Linked DNA regions of Mus musculus: region 1 is linked to region 2. Evidence: chromatin contacts called from public promoter capture Hi-C data. All regions are on one chromosome and are shown on one strand. The core of a region is the stretch at or near the end of the contact, and the rest is flanking DNA. Distances in the headings are between cores, read along the strand shown.

Region 1 (5,718 bases), core at 2,727-5,226, 130 kb before region 2:
GCGGTATGCAGAGGGCTCCAGTTTCATGTTAAAGCTCCAAAGGAAAACATAATCCCATAAGAAACCCACTTTCACTGCAGCCACACCTTTGATGCTAGGGCCCTCATTAACATACTCACAGCCTTCCCTGTAGGGTTGGAGGAACCAATTCCCCAGCAACCAAGAATAGCCTATCAGGAGGCAGGGGCTTGTTGCCCCAGGATCAGTCAGTGGCTCTGAGCCTGGTGGAGTGTATAAGTTCTTTGGCCTTGGAGACTGCTGTGTTTCAATCCAGACTGTATCAGTAATACTCACTGTGTGACCTTTGACAAGTTTCTGAACGTCTCTCAACCCATTTCCTCATCTGTAACATGCCAATTATTATGGTACCTATATCATGGGGGGTCTTACGAATACTGAGAGTGATAACCCAAATAGAGTGCCAAGCTCAAAATATAGAGCTCAAGAAGTTATGAATCCTGATTCACTTTAGTTAATTCTTCCTATCGTCTCTTACCTCATGTAAGGGGGAGGGGATATGAGAGCACAGCTGGCTGAGACGATGATGTCAAGACTAGACATTTGCACACGTGCTATCTCCTCTTGTTTCTCTCTGTCATCAGGGAAGAGCAAGGTCATTGCATGCAGCACTGTAGTGTGGCTTTGACTGTTTGCCTACAGGTGACACCTAATGAACATAGCAGTCATGGCTTGAGATCTTGTATGGATGTTGGAATCACCTGGCCACTTTAACACACACTTGGCTGTGCTCTGCATGGTGTGGTGGGTTCTTAAAAAAGGGGCCAACAATGGCAGGGCTGGTTTTAGTCAAGCTTGGCATGGCTTTCTAGCAGTTTCACTCTGAGGTGTTTGCCAGAGAGAAATAAAAGCATTTCTGCATGGCGAGGAGTATACAGATATTAAAGCCATGAGAGACCCAAACTGGGAAAACTCCTATTTTGCAGCAGTGAACAATGGGTGAAGAAATGGTGATCCAGTCTGCAGAGTCAAATTCCTGGGTCTTAAGAAGTCATGGACTTAGGCTGGGGATGTGGCTTGGTTGGGAGAATGCTTGCCTAATGCACGAAGCCCTGGATTCTAGCCCCTGTGCCTCATAAACCAGATATAGTGGTGAATACTTGTGATCTCAGCACTGTGGGGGTGGAGGCAGAAGGATCAGGCATTCAGCATATCTTTATTTACATAGCGAGTTTGGGGCCAGTTTAGGCTACATGATGTCCTCTTTCTTTTCTTTTCTCTCTCTTTTTAAAAAAGATTCATTTAGCCGGGCAGTGGTGGTGCACGCCTTTAATCCCAGCACTTGGGAGGCAGAGGCAGGCGGATTTCTGAGTTCGAGGCCAGCCTGGTCTACAAAGTGAGTTCCAGGACAGCCAGGGCTACACAGAGAAACCTTGTCTCAAAAAACCAAAAAAAAAAAGAAAAAGATTCATTTATTATTTTATGTACACTGTAGCTGTCTTCAGACACACCAGAAGAGGGCATAAGATCCCATTACAAATGGCTGTGAGCCACCATGTGTTTGCTGGGAATTGAACTCAGGACCTCTGGAAGAGCAGCCAGTGCTCTTAACCACTGAGCCATTTCTCCAGCCCATGCTGCCCTTTTTCAAAACAAACAAAGGAAGGCATGGATGAGTCTTCCACACAGGGGCATAGAGGAGACCCAGAGACTTGGTGCTGACTGAGAGAAACCAAACCCAGAAAGTGTGCACACAAATTGGATGATTTGTTTTCTATAGATGGGCAGGATTCCAATGATAAGGACTATCCCAGTCGATACTGGGAACAGGAGGTTGGGGAAGAGGCCAGCTGATAGCATGGAGAGTGTGTGGGTAAGCAGAACTCTTTAGCTATCAAGCTGCACAGATACCTGTCAAATATATTGAACCCAGGAGGTGGAGTCAGGAGGATTATAAGTTCTCAGAAAACCAAACCAGGAGGCAGGGGGCATAGCTCAGCCAGCAATGTGCTTGATACACAAACATGGGGCCCTGAGTTCAGACTGTCATTGTTCAAGTAAAAGCTAGACAGGATAGTGTGTGTTTCTAACCCCAACACTGGGAGATAGAGGCCGATGGATCCGCACAGCTCCTGGGCCAGCCAGTCTAGTCAATGGGCAAGTGCTAGGTTCAGTAAGAGACTTGTCTCAAGAAAGTAAGCTGAAGAAGTGACCAAAGAAGGCAACTTCTGCTTCTCGAAGCCTATTGATAAGTATCTCAAGTACTGATTTTCAAATACTGAAACAGCCTTGTCTCCCTGAGATGAATCTCATTTGGCAGTGGTATATAACTCTTCTTATATGTCATTGGATGAGATCCCTCAGTGTTTGGATGGGGATTTTGCATCTATATTTATGAGAGATTGGGCTCTTGTTTAATTTTCTTACAGTATTTTTGTCTAGTTTGAGTAACAAGGTGAAACTGGCCTCAGAACGGAGTGAAACATCTTCTCTGCATTCTGTAGCTGCTTTTTATAGTTTTGATTTTGTAATGTTTTGTTGCCCAGGCTATCCCAGACTTCAAGAGAATTTCACCTACCCACCAACCCACCCACCCATCCGCTCTCTACCATCTCAGTCTTCCAAGTAACTGGGGTTACAGATGTGTGCCACTGTACCTGGCTTTTCTTATCTTTTTGGAAGTGTTTGCAGACCATTGATATTGATTATTCTTTAGATGTTTGGTAGAATTCATGTATTATGCCTTTTGGGTCTGGATTTTTCTTTGTACCTAAAGTTTTTATTGCTCATTCAATTGATATGTTGAAGGGACTATTCAGTCTTTCTATTTCTTTTTGGGTCAGATTTGGGAGTTTGTGTGTTTCTAAGAAATGTGTCTATTCCATTGTAGTGTTCCTTTATTTATTTATTTATCTTTTATTTTTTGTGGGGTCACTTACAATGTCTTTTTTTTTTCATTTCTGATTCTGGTCATTTTCACCTTTTTTCTTTTCTTTTCCTTCCTCCCCCCTCTCTTTCTCTCTCTCCTTCCTTCCTTCCTTCCTTCCTTCCTTCCTTCCTTCCTTCCTTCCTCCCTTCCTTCCTTCCTTCCTTCCTTTCCCCTCCTTCTTCTTCCTCCTCCTCCCCCAATCTCTGGTCACACTGGCTGCAGATATATCAGTTTCCTTCATTATTTAAAAGAACCACTTCCCCTCCCCCCGTCACCTTTACAGGATTTTCCATTGTGATGCCGTTTATCGAGTGTCCTTGCACAGTGACTTACCGTTCTGGAAGCACCAACACACATAAAGCAGGTGTGTGGCTAGGCTCTCAGAGGGGGCGTTGAGGAAGGAATCCCTGCAGCAGCCACACAGCTGAAAGGAAGGGAAGATGCATGCAGTGCAGGTCCTAGTGTTGGCTCCAGAGCTCAGCGGCTCTCACTGTACAGGGGACCTCTCTGTTGCATGTGCAGTCTGTACCACTGGTGGCTAGACTCCACGACTAAGGGAAAAGTTATGGTCCAGTGCTCCCCTCTTGTAAGCCTCAGCAGCCCCTGGCTAGTCTCCTTCCACCTTGTCTGGGAGAGGGGTCCGAAGTACTGTCTACTGCCCACAGTGACTGGGTACCTGCTTTGCCTGCGGGAGGGGTCCAAGGTGAGGCGGGGTCTTGAGAGGCCCCCGCCTCTCTGTAATCTGAAGGAATTGCAAGAAGTTGTTTCTGTTTTCTCTTTCCTACTGCTGCCTGCTTTCTCAGGTTCTTTCTGAGGAAACAGAGATGTGTGCGTGTGTGTGTGTGTGTGTGTGTGTGTGTGTGTGTGTGTGTGTGTGTAGGTAACATAGGCTTGGAGTGTATTACATGTAACATACCCTCCCCATCCACAAGGGCAAGGTTAGGGGAGAAAGTCATACTGAGCCCCAACTGACTTCTCACTTTTCTTAATTGTGATTCCCAAAGCACTAATTTCTTTCAGTGCGGGGAGGCATTTCTGACTCTGGACTGTGTAAACATCACATGGTAGTTCAAAAGTCAGAGAGGGTGGGAGGGAGGACACAGAGCAGAGGGAGATGGGAGATGGAGGACTGGAGGCAAGAAGAGGGAGGAGGAGAATCATGGGAGGCGCAAGCCACAGGAAATTTTCTGGGGGAGCACAGGTCAGCACAGCCCCACAGTGGGGTGTAGGGAAGGTTGAGGTGTGTAGCGGGAGGTAGAGGGCAGAAGCGTACTTAGAGCCCACTCCACACCAGTCTCCGGAGGTTTTTGGTGGGCCTCCATTCCCTGGGCATGGTAAGTAGGCAGCTGGCACTCATAGTGCCCTGCCTGATGGGGCACCACTGGAGCTGAGAGAAGCAGTTGGTGCTCTGTGCCCTGAGATATAACCTGAGGCCCAGGGGGCTCTAGGCAGGCTTTGCCTAGAGGCCAAGGTTTGGTGTTAAATCACTGACCTATTTCCCCCCCCATCCCCAAACACAATAGCAAGAGAGGTGGTAGGTGAGGTTGGGGCTCCTGGCTTTAGACACTGATGGGTCCGAACTCTTTCATTTACATGAGCACACGCACGCATGCACAGAGCCAGGCCTGGTAGTTCAGGCCTGTGATCACATAACCACAGCTAGTCAGGAAGCTAAGGCAGGATACTGAGAGTTCAAGCCAGCCTTGGCTACAGGATGAGTTCAAGGTCACCTTATTAGACTTATAAAGAAAAAGGAAAGAGAAGAGGTGGGGTGTACCTTAGTGTGAACGTGGGTGCTTACTTAGGACTTGCAAGGCTCCAGCTTTAGTCCTTATCAGTGTACACGTGGAACGTGGTGATGTTGATCTTGCTGCCATGCTGACCGTGCTAGGCTGGTGTAAGGATTAGGCAACTTGCAGGCACAGTCCTGGTATATGATATAGACCCTTGCTCATTCAATGACTCTTTATCTAATATTCTGACATCCTAGGATTATGAGGTACAAAGTGTCTCAATAATAACATCAGGGTTCAAAGCCCCAGGAGATCCACAGTGTCAATTGAGGGTAGCTCTACAGAATGACACCCTACATACCTGCTGCAGCCACCTGCTGACCGGCCAGCCTTCCTTCCTGGTTGGTCTTCCTTTTAGTTCCACCCTGCTGAGAACTCTCAGGGGGTGCTGATGTCTGGCTGATGTATGACTTGGCTAGCTGTCCCCAGCAGTGAGCAGGTGGGTGGATGTCCGTGGGGGGCCATTAGGAGGAGAGGGGTGTGTATTACTTGGGCACAGAGCGAGTCACAGATTAACACCCTGGCCTGTCCCCACTGGCCCTGGCCCGAGCACCCAAGCGAGGGTGCCCAGAGGTGGCTGGGTTCTAGCCAGGTTCTGTGGAGCACAGCAGGGGGCAGGTCACTCCTGGGTCATGAATGATGGGAGGGGCAGCCAAAAGCCTCTTCCTGTCCATGAAAACTCACAGGGATTGGGTTCTGCCACCAGGCACAGTTACAGAGATCCTGTGTCCTTGAGCCCATGGGATCCACAGAACCCAACCCTCAGGACTTCTGGGTAATGGACGTGGATGTGCCCACTGGGGAGGCCAAGGAAGTGGGCAGGGAAGTTAACTGTGTTCTCATGGCCAGTGAGATTAGCATGAGGTCCCCAGATTTGAATTTAGGATTGAGGGGGCTTTTGTAGACTCTGATCTGACCTCAAGTCTTGGCTTTACTAGCTGGGATTTGGGGCCTGTTTGTGATTTGAATTCTCAATCTGTCTTCCCTCATGTGTTACGGTGAGACTCAAATGAATTGATACACATAGAGATGCTTAGA
Region 2 (6,077 bases), core at 631-3,130:
GTGGAGATTGGGGGAATCACTTTTTTCTTTCTACCATGTCTGTGTGTGGGATCGAACTTGGGAACTCAGGTTGTCAGGTTTGGTGGCAAGCTTTTACCCACACACCCTTTACCCACTGATCCATCTCACTGGCCCCCTGAGAAATACTTTTAAGGAGTTCACAGTTGATCTCAGCTGTGGGGCCAGTCTAGCCCTGATTTGAAGGACAAGAAGAGGGGCTGTGATCTGGCAGAAGGTTAGCTCAGGAGGGCAGACGTTCAGTAAAGACTCATGGTGGTCATGGGATAAGGGACACTGCCCGAGTGGCTTCGGTGCGTCTCCGGGCATGCGTGTTTTCACCTCCACAGGAAGCATTAGACAGGTGAGTACCAAGGTTCCCTCCAGCTGTGCTATGTTAGATGTTCCCACCTTGGTCCCTGGCAGTAGGTAGCCATTCCTATAGGGCAGTGGTTCTCAACTTTATAATGATGCAGCCCTTCAATACAGTTCCTCATGTTGTGCTGACCCCAATGAAAAATTTATTTTTGTTGCTACTTCATATGTGTAATTTTGCTACTGTTAGGAACTGTGATGGAAATATCTGATATGCGACCCCTGTGGAAGGGTCATTTACCCATCTCCCCCAAAGGGGTCACAACCCACAGGTTGAGAACCACTGTGCAATAGGGGCTTAGTTTGGTTTTCTTTTTCTTTTTCTTTTTTTGGTTTTTCAAGACAGGGTTTCTCTGTGTAGCTCTGGCTGTCCTGGAACTCTCTCTGTAGACCAGGCTGGCCTCAAACTCAGAAATCTGTCTGCCTCTGCCTCCCGAGTGCTGGGATTAAAGGTGTGCACCACCACGCCCGGCTTTAGTTTGGTTTTCTTAGGCTCGCTTTCCTCTGCACTGAATGTCTTGATTTCCACCCCAGCGTGGGCGTGGTCCTACTGATTCCAGGTGGGATGGTCGTGGCTTCCTGAAAGGTTTTACTGATTTCTCCATGTTGTTATTAACTATCTTTTAAGTTTTAGATTTATCTATTTTATATGTATGAATATTTTGCCACAGTGCATGCACTTGTGTGCCTGGTGGCTGTGGAGGTCAGAGGAAGGTGTAGAATTCTCTGGAATCGGAGTTACAGATGGTTGTGAGCCGCTGTGTGTGTGATGGGAACTGAACCCATGTCCTCTACAAGAGCAACATGTACTGTAAACTGCTGAGCCATCTCTCCAGCTCCTTTTGCTGGTTTCTAACCTGCCTGTGTAGAAGCTACAAACGTCTGTGTATACTGCAGACCCAGCTGCAGATCTGGGAAGTGGGGGTCAAGGCTACTTGCAGGCAGGGGATGAGCGTTCTCTAGACTGCTTCCCACAGCCTTAGTGCCTGACAGCACAGAGAGGCTCAGGTCCTGAATGTGGGTGGCTGACTCAGTAAAGGAGTGGGCTGTCAGACTCCAGGGAGAAAGTCACCACGTGGGCACACGGACCCTGGCAGTTCTGTTCTGCTTCTGCGTAACTATTCAGTAGAGTGAAGATTGACAGAGCTGAAGAGAGACCTCCTAAGTATGCTTCACAAATACCTCTCAGCTTGTGAGTTCCCTACCCTCCAGCTGCCCTTGTATCAGAGCAGAGGAATTCTGATGGGAAGGTTTCTTGAGATCCACCCAGCCACGCCTGTCCTCTCAGGGATGTGGAACCAAGGTCTGGGATGTGGTGGGGGTGAGAGACCCACCCAAGGTCACAGCCAAGAGGCCACAGGGCCAGACTGTACTGCTGGGCCTCCTGTTTCCTAGTCAAGGGCCCCGTCTAAGCGCACCCCTATTTCCAGCCAGGCTCAGTGGCCTGGGCTTCCAGCTTGGGAGTGGGTGGTGAGGACATGGATTAAAGCCGAGCTACCAATTGCACATTTCATAACTCAGGCACCGCCTCCCGGGTCAGCCCAGGCCACATTCTTGGTTGACCCTTGGAAGCTGTGCTTGATGTCCCTGCTGATACTTTGATGGGAAAGTCAGAAAAAAGAGGCCTGTGAGGAAAAATGATCAGTGGCAGAATTCCTCCGCTGGGGAAGGAAGAATGTGAAGGGTGTTTGCTCTGTTCAAGCCACTGGACTGAATATATTTGTGCATTCTTTTCTTCACTGAGGCATCACAGAGTCAATTGCTGTTCTGTGTGCCGGCTATGCAGCAGGCAGCGGGCCAGGCTCTGGGGAGATAAGCTATGCTTAATTTCATGACCATTTTCATTAAGGGAATAAAAATTGTGTATGGGACATTTTGAAAGGAAGGGACGTAGCTCTCTGAAACCTTAGACTAAAGAAGTAACATGTTGGGTGGACATGCATGTGGGATGACATTAGCCTGGTGAACCCTGGGTAGGGAGTGGAGAAGAGGGAAATGGCATACATGAGCTCTGGGCTCAGATGTGTGTATGTGTGTAAAAGCCTGAGGTTGATGTGGGATGTGTCTTCCTCTATCACATCCCACTTTGTTGCCTGTGACAAAGGCTCTTGTTGAACCTGGATCTTGTCATTTTGGCTAAGCTGGCTGGCCACTGAGCTTCAGGAACCCCCGTTTCCAGCTCCCTTCTTTCCTCGTGCTGGGACTGCAGGCACTTGGCACTGCTCCCAGCTTCTGTGTGGGTGATGGGGTTCAAACCTTGAGCAGCAAGCTCTTCACCCATGAAGCCATCTCCCTAGTCCCCAGCTTGTTTGTTTCCCCCTAGAAACTTAAAAAAGCCAATTAAACTGGTGCACAGAACCCGTGCCCGGTGTTGGTGCACGTGGCCTAGAGTCAGGTCAAACAGGCCTTGCAAGGTCAATGTCACACTATTCATAACAGAGCTGAGAGTTAGGGAGTACAGACTCCATTTTATTAACAAGAGGGATTTTATGGCTTGTCAGGCCCATAGGGATCAGGGGAAGAGTTGAGAATCGGTATCATTTCGGCATGTGGGGGCTGCCCCTTCTGGTGGGTACACATGGTACAAGGGTCACTTGAATGTCTGAACAGGATTCTTTTCTGAGAGGGAAGGAGGGAAAGACACCTTGCCATGGTGGATCTAGGAAGACTTTCTGTGCTGGTTCTGTTTGTCCCCGTGGTTCCACGAGGACGGATTAGGCATAAAGGAAGACATTGTTTCTGGGAACTCTGATGTCTTCGAGATTCTTGGTGATGCTGTTTTAGAGGCATCAAAACAGGTGACCTAGTACAGAGTTGTCCAGCACCTACCATGCACCCAGCCACGTGTTAGGGACTGAGAATCTAAGGATGAGTGAGGTACCCAGTGAAGGCAGAAATCTCACCATGAGGCAGAGGTATTTGGGGCCGTAGAGGGGGTGCAAGCGCCCCAATACTAATGCTAGCTCTAGATCTGGTGGTCAAGGGGTCTCTTCACTTCCTTCTCTACCACCATGTCTTTAATATTTTATGTATGTATGTATGTATGTATGCATGCATGTTTTGTGAGCTGGATTGATCCTTGGGCCTTGTGCATGCTAGGCAAGTGTTATACCACGGAGGCCTTCTCCCCACACCTATATGCCTTCATTTTATCAGGGTGGACAGTACTGGCCTTTTTTACTTTGGCACAAGCTTTTATTTTTCCCAGTGAGTGGGGCGATGTACCTGGGAATGCAGGTGACCAGCAGATAGTCCCTGGCTGAGGAGTAAGTCACCAGTGTGTTCCACTGCTCCCAGCTGTCAACAACCACTTGTAATGGGTTTGGGCTCTGGAATGTTCTCCATGAAGTACCCCCCCCCCCCACGCTCCACTTTTCCTGCCCTCCCCTGCTTGGTGGCCTATGGGTCAGCTGTTCCCTAAGAGACTGGAAGAGGAGGAGGAGTCCTGACCACCATCCCCCACCTTACCCCAGGCAAGGAATGTGCAAGGGAGGTTGAGGTCAAAGACCAATGTGAAACCAACCAGAATTACCAAGAACTCAAAGGACATGTTCCTTCTCACATGCCTCCATCCTAGGCAGGTGAGTGTTTTTATTCCCCCTTGACAGGGAAGCAGAGCCCAGTAGGCACTCAGCAGGGACAGATTCACTACCTTGGTTGATTGGGCGTGACTCTTCCGACTGTGGGCTTTCTCTTAGCTTCCTGTTGGCAGAATATGGGCTTTTAAAAAAGAGAATTTAGCGTAGAGTGCGGTGCTTACCTAATGTGTGGGTTGAGATCTTGGCAGAAGCCCGTGGTTTGTTCCAGTAGGTGACTGAAAAGCGCAGATGAACAAGAGAGGGTGAGCTCCCTAGCAGGGTGGGAGCTGTCTCTGCCCACCCAGGAGCCAGTACTGCTGGAGATAAATAGAGGATGGGCTACAACTCATCTTCTCCCTCCCAGTCTCCCTGCCAGTAAGGACTCAACCAATCCAGCCAAAGGCCAAAGCCATCTGGAGTCATAGAGGAAGAGGCCTGGGGAGAAGCAGGTAGAATATGGCCACGGGGGTGCAGATAAGGGTGGAGTGGGAGAGGGGTAGGAAAGATGGTCAATGTAGGTTTCAATCTGATTTTTCAAGGCTTAAAGACAGCAGAGTGCGTGGATTGGGTCTAACTTCTTAGGCAAAGTGATGTCTGGGTGGGGCTGGAAGGGAGGGTCATGTGACTCTGGGTTTGTCCTCTGCTGTGGCCAGTGCCGGAGCCCTTGCCAGGCAAGTGGAGGCTGTGGGTTACAGGGCTCTCTGGGTGAGAGGATGGCTGTGTGTCACGGGGAAGCAAATGGAGCTGGGCTGAGCACCTAGGGGAGCCTGGGAATGTTCAGATGGAGTGGCAGGCGTGGGGAGGAACAGGCCACTGGCTTCCCAAGTTTGGGTAGTCTTAGGACCTGTGAGTAACAGCTGGCTGGAAGACTGTCTTGCCTGGGTACCTATGCCACCTCTGCCCCATACGGGCTGGGTACTTACGCTCTCCATACCTTACAAACCTCACATGACTGACTCTTGGCTGTTTTTGCCACTACGGGTGATCCTGTCGATCTGACATTTCTCTGGCTCATGTGTTGGTGTCCCTGTGAGACTGTGGGTTCCCTTAGGCCAGCCAGAACCTATATTGTGAGGTTGGAGACATGGTGCTAGGCACAGCCCTAGGCTGGTTTTGTGTCCTGAGCAAATTACTCTCCTTCTCTGGGCTGAGGGGACAAGCTAGAGCAGACCACCAACCAATTCACCTGCTACCTTGTTTCCTAAAGAGAATTCTGTGGCAGACAGCCGTGTCCATTCATTTGGCTGTTGTTCACGGACCCTGTCATGCATGGCGACTGGCTTGAGTGATTGCGACAGGGACCCTCTGACCTTCCCACCTAAGCTGTTTGCAGAGAATCTGACCAGTTCTGCGTGCGTCACAGCATTTCCTCCTGCCTAGTGCCGGGGCCTGGGGAGGTCAAAGTTCAAACCTTCTCTGTCAGATCGGCCTGTGTAGCCTGTGAAGTGTGGTGAAGGCCTGCGCTGCTGAGGGAGGCTCTGCCTGCTCTCCCCTCAAGCTGACCTCCAGTTCAGCGTGCCCAGGTGGCGGCTCCTGCATCACCAGGGCTTGGGTGTGGATGGTGGGGAGCCTCTATGGAGTGTGTTCTCGACACCCCAGGTAACTCCCTCTTTCCAGGTTTTCCTCCAGTTGAGGGAGCAAGCTATTAATTTATGTGTCTCAACGTTCCTTCATCCACCTGTCCTGAGGAACCTGGGAAGGGGCTCTCCTACTTAGGTCACTGGTCTTGGCCCTCAAGGGCTGCAGGGCCTGGCTCTCCCAGGTTGGCAGCATTTCCCTGGCTGGCTTTGGTGAATTTTGTGGTTGTGGCAGCTAGGCATTTGTGCTCAGATCTTGTTTCTCTGAGGCAACAAAGATGGTGGCAAGGGTCCTAGGTGGTGGCAATGACATCCACCTCCTTCATATGATAACGTCCCTGGAGAAGACCAGAACACTGATCCTTGTTCTAATTAGCATAGGGCTCGCCTCTGAGGCCATGGGAGCCTGGGTCCAACATGCCTGGTCATCTTCAGGACTCAGTCTCATCATTTGTCAAATGGCCTCTGTGTCACTAATGAACACGAGGTGGGGGATACTGTGTATGAAACCCTTCTGTACAGGGCTTGGCATGTCGGTTGTACCACAGTG

The links. Capture Hi-C pulls out chosen DNA fragments and counts their contacts.
Region 1: a promoter capture Hi-C map of liver shows a contact between it and region 2. The contact joins two enhancer-like sites. A contact is called at or near these places in 1 of 484 Hi-C or Micro-C datasets (uterus), 5 of 115 datasets of contacts at active chromatin or transcription factors (double positive thymocytes, embryonic stem cells, pancreatic cancer cells and 1 more) and 4 of 9 other capture datasets (adipose tissue, embryonic stem cells, liver and 1 more).

What each region holds. Positions count from the first base shown.
Region 1 is chr1:74,058,024-74,063,741 of GRCm38.p6, reverse strand. The region is part of intron 3 of Tns1 (tensin 1); the gene reads left to right. Among named protein-coding and RNA genes, the nearest start is that of Gm39664, 30 kb to the right of the region's middle. Within about 2 kb of position 3,976, at least 9 of the 459 cell types and tissues checked have an H3K27ac peak or open chromatin away from gene starts, as enhancers often do. A contact at or near this core is called in liver, where this site is marked.
Region 2 is chr1:73,928,639-73,934,715 of GRCm38.p6, reverse strand. The region is part of intron 22 of Tns1 (tensin 1); the gene reads left to right. Among named protein-coding and RNA genes, the nearest start is that of 6030407O03Rik, 67 kb to the right of the region's middle. Within about 2 kb of position 1,880, at least 61 of the 459 cell types and tissues checked have an H3K27ac peak or open chromatin away from gene starts, as enhancers often do. A contact at or near this core is called in liver, where this site is marked.